Regions from separate parts of the Capra hircus genome. Here region 1 is linked to region 2. The links are chromatin contacts, called in public Hi-C maps. All regions are on one chromosome and are shown on one strand. Each heading gives the region's core, a stretch centred on a gene start, on an enhancer-like site or on the middle of the called end of the contact. The rest is flanking DNA. Distances are from core to core; before and after follow the strand shown.

Region 1 (3,913 bases), core at 573-3,072, 60 kb before region 2:
CTAGAAGTATAAATCTTATATCCTAGATGGTAAATCTCAGGACAAATATTTATAATATATATATAATTTATATATATTATATAATTTATATTATTTATATATACACATTATATAACTTATAATATATCAAGTCCAGAGTCCAGCCTCAAGGCTGATTCACATCACAGGATTCTCTCTCATCCTGTGTTCCATCCTTAACCTTTCTTTGACCTCCTATCTGAGATCTCTGTGTCTCTCCATCTGTTACCTGTCACCTCTCATTCATCCTTGTAAATTTCCACTCGTTGAACCGCATTCTTCAGCCCTTCCAATTTTCCTTCCCATTTTCTCAGCAACCACTTCTCTCTGTCTCTTATGCTTTTTACTGATTTCCTGCATGCTATTAAGACCCTGGGCTTCTGATCATCTTTCTGGGCTTGTCAGAGGTGATTCCAGTTCATCAAGTAAAAGAGGGTGTCCTAGCATTAACCATAAGCTTTCTGAGACTAAAAATAGCCAAGTTCCGTGTTTAAACATAGTGCAAGGCAAAAATGGTGCAACAGCTAATAATTTTCCAAGAAGCAATACCCAGCCATAAATCTTAGCATGGTTAGTCTGGCTCCTAGGTTTATAATTCTCAGCCTAGTCAATTAATACAAAGATTCTTTAAGCACTAGTTAATAATCTTCCAAGAAAGCAGAGCCCGAGGATTAAGTGGGAAGTCAAAAGTTCAGCAAGAGGATTTAGTAACTAGCTTCTAAACAAATAAATTATGGAAAAGGAAAGATTTATAGTGGGTAAGCCAGACAGACACCCACCTTGACTAAGTGATCAAGGTTGCCATCACTGGGAGGCACATGAACTATTATGTGCCTCTGATTTGATGTAATAAGAAGGGCACTTACCTCTGTGGTGTTCTTCCTCCAAAACCATAATTCTAATCTAATCACAAGAAAACCTCAGAAAACCCAAACTGATGGGAGATCTACAAAATATCTAACTATACATCTCAAAATTGTCACAGTTGTGAAAAACAAGGAAAAACAGAAACTGTAAAGATTGGACGAGATAAAGGAGACATAACAACCAAAGGTAATCTGGAACTTAAAAAAAAGACATTAATGGAAACACTGGTGTAGCCCTAATAAAATCTGTAGCTTTGAAAAACAGTAATGTTCGTATGCTAATTTTTAGTTTGGATAAATGCTTCATGGTTGTAGAAGACATTAACATCAGAAAAAGTGGGGTGAAGGGTATACCAGAATTTCCTACTACCTTTGCAGTTCTTCTGTTAAGGATAAAATTATTATTATTATTATTATTATTTGGGCTGTGCAGAGGGGCATGTGGGATCTTAGTCCCCCAACCAGGGACTGAACCTATATCTTCTACAGTGGAAGTGCAAAGTCTTAACCACTGGACTGCCAGAGAAGTCCTTTTCCTTTTGGTATAAAATTATTTAAAAAAAAAAAAGGAAGGGAGGAAGTTAAGCAAGAGAAAGGATGGGAAGGAATGGAAAGCAGAGGATCTTACAATAGAAGGTGGGCCTGTCTGGGCTCTTGTACTAGCGGCTGCACAATTCTACACAAACCGCTGTACCCTAAGTCTCCACGTGCTCACCAGTAAAATATGCCTGATAACAGCTGCCTTACAATTTGAGAGAGTAAAGGTAATATTAATCAAGGTCCAGCCAGGAAAACAAACCACACCAAGCATTTTAACAGAGAATTTAATAGAAGGAACTGGTTAAACGGGCACTGGAGAACCCAAACACAAAAAAGGGACACTGAGCTGACACAGTCACCTCGGGGAGGCCGCCACCGTCCCCAGTGCTGAGGGGACCGGGGGGCGAGGTCGGGGCTATCAGATCTTAGAGGCTCCCAGAAGCTGGCACCTCTGGGTACCACGCTTCCTCCTCCTCCGGGCCTGCAGACTCGTTAGCATCCCCTCTTGGCAGAGCCTGGAAGTGGAGAAACCTGGGAGAAGACTTCCCCAACATTACCCCTGCTCACCTTAGAGGGTGCTTTGGGGCTGGGAGAAAACAGCTGGACTGTTAACGGCGAAATAACTGTGTTGACTGTAAATGGCACCCACTGGTACTTATTACTACCATCACTTCTATTAAGTGCCTGGGCTAACTTTTTTTTTGGCTGTACCACATGGCTGTGGGATCTCAGTTCCTCACCAGGGGAGGAAGCCCCTGCTCCCTGCGGTAGAAGCTCAGAGTCTTAACCACTGGACCGACAGGGAAGTCATCTCCCTCTCATTCTTTAAGAAACCATTTAACAGTCTGGGTTAGCAGAGGACATGCACCTTTGGTATTAAAAGCATTTACATTTTTAATAAATGGAAACTATGGGACTACATTCTATTCTATAATTATAGCAACCTTTACCGCAAAGTCCGCTTTGTCAGAGCTGTCTTCTAAAGATAAAGCACACGTCTGATTCATTTCTGTAATAATCAGAGCTACTATTTTAGTTGAGTGAAATAAGTGTGCCATTCAGGGATGCTATCTACATATAACCACATTATTTGACCCAGAAGTCTTTTCTATAGACTTCTGTAAAAAAAAAAAAAAAAAACCACTTTTCTTACAATATAAGGTCATTTTGCATCTCTTTAAAAGCTGAAAAAAATTAACCAAATTTTTCTTTGAAATGCAACACAGATACCTATAGTTTCCCGTAAGCTGGGGTGGACCCTGACAACAGGAAATAAGAGGTAAGAGTGTGTACTGAGTTTCAGTATGTTTCAAAGAAATTTCGAGGAAATTCCTGCAACACAGAAGCTTTAGTTTCACTGTTGAAAACCGCAGCAGTTCTCTGTGCCCTGGTTTGTTGAGAGACACAGCCTTAAACAACAAACCAAAAGTTCATGCGTTTAGCACCACTTTCCAAGTCAGCAAAACTTATGTCACAAAGTAAAGTTTCTCAGAACTTCTGGAAGCTCAGTCTTCACTTCATTTATCACTTCCCCTTTTGTGTATATGTGTCTGAGCTTCCTGCGAGATGATAAACTGGAGGGCAAAGTCTACGCTAGAGACATTTTCGTATCACCCAGGGTGATTAGACCAGCACACATAAATGATTAAAATGGGTATCTGTAGAATGAAGATATGAATAAAGTCTTCAGAGAAGCACAGTGTGTGCCCATGGGGACCACCTGGATTTTGAATATTTGCCCTAAACAGCAGGTTGGCACAATTAATACTCACAAAATACCTAAGAAACAGGCTGCCGTGTGTTTTTTATTTTATTTACTCTTAATTGAAGCATAGTTGATTTACGACGTTGTGCCAATCTGCTGTATAGCAAAGTGATTCAGTTTAACCCATATATACGTTCTTTTTTTTTTAAATTGGAGGCTAATTACTTTACAATATTGTGGTGGTTTTTGCCATACATTCACATGAATCAGCCATGGGTGTACATGTGTTCCCCATCCTGAACCCCGCTCCCACCACTTTTTTTTTTTCTTTTCTTTTTCTTTTTGGCAGCACCACTTGGCTTGAAGGATCTCAGTTCCTGAAGCAGGGATTGAACCCAGGGCAGAGCAATAAAAGCACCAAGTCCTGACCACCAGGCAATGAGGGAATTCCTTGCCATGTGCTTTTTTGGTTTTTGGTTTTGCCTGCACCATGTGGCATGTGGAATCTTAGTTTCCCAACCAAGGATCAAACCCACGTCTCCTGCATTGAAAGTGCGGAATCTTAACCATTAGATTGCCAGGGAAATTCTTGCCACGTGCCTTTTAATATAGGCTTTATGGGACAATATTTTTTAAGTTCAAATAGGAGCTAGGATCCTCTAGTCCTGCCAATGAGCTGTGTGCAAGCATGAAATGAAAGAATACAAGTGAAACAATTTGATAAGACACCAGGAGGGGAACCAGTTCACAACGGAGCTGGGGCAGCAGCGTAGCGGTCACATGC
Region 2 (4,292 bases), core at 30-2,529:
AGCCCGTGCAAACTTGGAGGTAGCTAAGGGCAACAGAAATGGGCCTGGGCAGGCAAAAAGCTGACTCCTGCTCCTTCAAAACAAACAAACAAACAAAGGGACTAACTAAATGGGACAAACTCATGATAGTGCCCGAAGCTGTTTTTCATCAGTACATAAACATTGGGTGTAACTTTTTCTTTATTTATATTCTTTTTTTTTTTTTTTAATATGGTTAGGTTTTCTTAGATGGAGAGTTAAATCCACTTCAGGCAAAGTCAAAATAGAATCATGGCTTCCTTTCTTTTAGCCTCCTGTTCTGAAGGCTCTTAATTAATTATAATGTTCTCTTTGATTGGTATTTTAGATCCAGAACTTACAAAGTTTTTGAGAAACAGAAATTCTCACAGTGAATTCTTAGCAATGTTTATTTACCTTTCTAAACTCTCTGGCCTGTCTTCAATCTGCTTAAACTCCTAGTTCTTTCCCCATCCTGACAATGCCCAAACACAAAACTTGAAGGTTACATCTAATTCAGAAGATGGAAGCTCAGTGTATATAAATAAACTTTGTTTTTAAATATCTAGAGTTGAGAGCCAGTACCTGTACAGAAACAAATTAAAGTTTTAGTTAGGTCAATTAATTTATGGAAAAACTTTTTTTTTTGTTTGTTTTCAATATTGGTGTCTGAGAAAGTCTCATTTTCTCCTTTCCATTATATTTAATGTACATTAACATTAGTTTACATCTTCAGAAAGCCAAGGTTTTGGCCTAAAAACGTAGGGAAAGGCTGTTGGGCTTTTGGGGTGTGTTGGACTGGAAGGAGGCATGAAGAGATTACATTACACTTCAATAAAAAGCCAAAAAAAAAAAAAAGTGTAGCGGCTTGAAAGTTTAAAAAAATAAACAATTTTGAGAGTTGAGCAGCTTCAAAGACTCTGTTTCCTATTTTGATCACTGTGTTTCTCGAGATGACCACATCTTTCAGAGGAAGTGAGTCAAAGCCACTCTGTCTTGCTTTTCCAGCTGAGCATGTTCAGTTTCAATGAAGTAATGAATGAACTTGGCCGCACCACCCCCCAAGACTACAACAGCAAATAGAGGAGCCTCAGCCAATCAGCTGGCACTCAAGGTTTTCAAGTTGAGTTCAAACAGACTCACGGGAGACCAATCAGATGGCGCGGCTCCGCCCCAAACGCCGGGTCGGGGCCAATCAGGAGCCCAGACGAGCCAAAACACAGCGTCTGGCCAATGCCCGGGAGCCCCACAGCGCCGACGTCCGCCAATGGGCGCGGCCAGGCAAAAAGAGAAACAGTGCGGGCCCGCAGGCCGCAGGATTCGAATCGAACGTCCGCACGGGAACCGGGCCCCGGCCGAGCGGAGCGGGCCAATCAGCGGCGGCGGCTCTCGGCCCCCGAACGTTGGGACACGCGGCCCCGCCCCGCGCTGTTGTTTGTGGTGTCGGCCGGCAGCGCGAGTCGGACAACAACACTCGCCAGGCGGGCGGCGCGGCGGCCGAGGGTCCGGAGGCCGCGGGCGGCGGCGGCGAGCGCGAGCGGAGGGCAGCCGGCCTCCCGCGGCCGCCGAGCCCGGGAGTGCGCGCCGGCCGGAGCCATGTCGGTGAACATGGATGAGCTGCGGCACCAGGTCATGATCAACCAGTTCGTGCTGGCCGCGGGCTGCGCGGCCGACCAGGCGAAGCAGCTGCTGCAGGCGGCCCACTGGCAGTTCGAGGTGCGTGTGGGCCGAGAGCCAGCGCTCCCGGGCAGTCCCGCTCGCTGGCCGCCGGCGCTGGGGCCGGGGTGCAGGCCGGGGCGCCCGGCCGCGCGCCGCGGAGGGAGAGGGGGCAGGGAAGCTCTATGTATATCGCCCGGTCCGGCGATCGGCGCCCGCGTGGGGCGTGGGGCCCTGCCGCCTGGGACCCTCGCGGGGCCTGGGGGACGCCCCCTCCGAGCGACGCGTGTCTGCGGGCCAAAGGGTCGGACCCGGAGGCCCGGGAGCGCAGCGCCACGGACACCGCGGAGGGTCCCGGCCGGTGGGGCGGGTGGGCTTCGACCCTCGTTAACCGCCACCATGCCGCTGTGTTTGTCCGCAGACCGCCCTGAGCACGTTTTTCCAAGAAACCAACATTCCCAACGGCCACCACCACCACCAGATGGTAAGTGTGGCCGGGCGCGGCGGGCGGGAGGGCCGGCCTCGCCGCTACGGCGGCGCACCCGGGGCGGCCGGGGGCGCAGCGCACCGGAGCGGCCGAGCGCGCGGGCCGGGGGCCGCTGTCAGGCGCCGGCGGTGACAGCCATGTTGCCGGGGAGCGCCGCGCCGCGTTGTAAACAAAGAGCCAAAATGTCTTCCAGGAAAGAGCGGCTCCCGGGGCCGGCCGGCTCGCCCAACTTTGCGGTCAGGTCTCCGGGGCCACTATGGCTCGACCTGAGGCCTTGTGCCCCGGCGATCTTCCTAGGCCAGGGGCTAGGAGGGTGGCTGGAGGAGTAGCCAGGAGGCAGGTAGGGGGAGGGGGCTCGGAGGATAACTAGATATCCCGGGAGGGGGAAACGGAGGGCGGGAGCGAAGGGCCCCCCCTCACCGCACGGGGACTGGGACCTGGGGGTGTCTGTTTATGGAGCACCATTTCTTGCTCTTGAGTGGCAGCAACCCCCCCTTCTTCCAAACAGCCCAGCTCTACGGGGAACAGGAAAGGGACAAGTCCATTCTGGCCTGGGAGCTGGGCTCTTCCCAGGTAGTTAGGTCCACTCTTTCCTGTTCATGGGAAAAGACCTAACCCTGAGCCGCCTGGAAGACTTACAGGTTTTTGACTAGATAAGCCAAGAATGCGTTTAATCTCTATAGGTGAAGGCGTATAAAGCACAGGAAACAGAAGTGGTTCAGGCCTGGATTTTCTTTCTTCTCTTTTCCAAGTTGGCCCCAGGCCTGGGCCTTTGCCCTCCTGGCCATAAGGCATCCTGCTCTCCATTGGGCACAGGACATCCCTTCACTTTAGAGGTTTGACTGCCTCCTCCTCCCCCTCTAGTTACCAGTTTGCCCTGCTGGGGAGGAGGCCCCCCCGCCCCCCCATAGGGATCGTAAAATACACTCCGGATCTATTGCGGCTTCTGAAGTGTATTTTTTGCCATTTCTCATGCTCAGTGTACTTGCCCACAGCTCCCTTCTCAGAGTGGCCGTTTGCCTGGAGAAGCTGCCATGAGTTCCTCTGCTGTGTCTTGTTCTTGATGCCATGTATTCATCTAGTTACAAAGGACAAGTGGCGGTGGGGGGTCTGTTTTGACCCCTTTAACCAGCTTTTCTCTTGGAATGGCTTGTTGTGTATGAATCAAAAAACAAAACTGCATTGGAGTATGATGAGAATTATGCTGGCCGCAGGATTGGCAGTTGAAGCCAGGCTCTTGGTAAAACCAAGAGGGGTTCATCTCCATGGGGGCCTCCACCTGCACCTGACTGAGGGGAAGCTGCCTCCGTGTCCTCTCAAAGGGGGCCTCAAGGTTTGTTCCATCAACTGGTCATTTCAAAAGGCCCAGGCTTCCGGCTCAGTGGCTCTGGGCTGCCTTCAACAGAGAGGCTCGCCTGTGAGAGCCGGGACTGGTGATCCTTTTAGGTTCTGTTGCTCTTTCCCTGCAAATCCCCAGGGTTTGTAATCCTTTTGAAGCTTCCCTTGAGGCCTGTTGCCGGTTTTGATTGTTGTCTCCCATGAGTGTACCATGTATTGAGTACCTCACCAGCACCTGAGCGAACACCATCCCTGCCCTCTTGGAGCTGGTCATTTTTTTAAGAGATAATAAATCAAAGGAAAATGTTACGTAAAAATACCAGAAGTGCCCCAGGCCATGAGTAACTGATAAATAGTCCGGTAGATTACTGGACATCAACAGTTGGAGGCATCTTCCCAGATGAGAGGGGGATGGGCTCCCAGGTTAGATTTGGAAGGGCTAGGAAGAGGAGAAAAACACTGGCCAGGAAACAGTGGCTGTTCAGAGGGGGCAGCGGGCGCTGGGTGTGCTTGAGAGCTGGGAAGCGCTCTCCGTAACTGTTAGATAGAGCTGGACTTGCATAGGACTTGGTCCAAACCCCTGGCTTTATAGAAGCAGAGAGAAGCTCCAGAGAGGTTAAGGAAGCTGCCTGAGCTCACACAGGCAGGCAGGCACAGGCCTGCTCCAGATCGCTGGCTTGTGGACGGGGAAGTCGGTCACGATGCTGTGATGCAATTGGCTTCTGCCCCCACCCCCCATTCATTGTTTTCCTGCTGCCGAGAAGTCAGCCCTGGAAGGGGGGTGGTGGTGGAGGAATAGTGAAGGGAGGAGGGA

What was found. Hi-C and Micro-C count contacts between places; a contact is called where the count stands out from the background.
Region 1: a contact with region 2 is called in a Hi-C map of blood, with 2.1 times the contacts expected there. The contact joins the enhancer-like site here to the promoter of UBALD2 in region 2. A contact is called at or near these places in 3 of 5 Hi-C or Micro-C datasets (all in blood).

The regions. Positions count from the first base shown.
Region 1 is chr19:54,727,955-54,731,867 of ARS1.2, reverse strand. All of the region lies in intron 2 of RNF157 (RING finger protein 157), which reads right to left. It also overlaps the pseudogene LOC102186798. Among named protein-coding and RNA genes, the nearest start is that of FOXJ1, 38 kb to the left of the region's middle. Within about 2 kb of position 1,822, at least 1 of the 5 cell types and tissues checked has an H3K27ac peak or open chromatin away from gene starts, as enhancers often do.
Region 2 is chr19:54,667,487-54,671,778 of ARS1.2, reverse strand. It overlaps UBALD2 (UBA-like domain-containing protein 2), which reads left to right and starts at 1,279. Exons shown (of 3, transcript XM_018063755.1): 1 at 1,279-1,713; 2 at 2,075-2,137. The coding sequence starts at 1,594.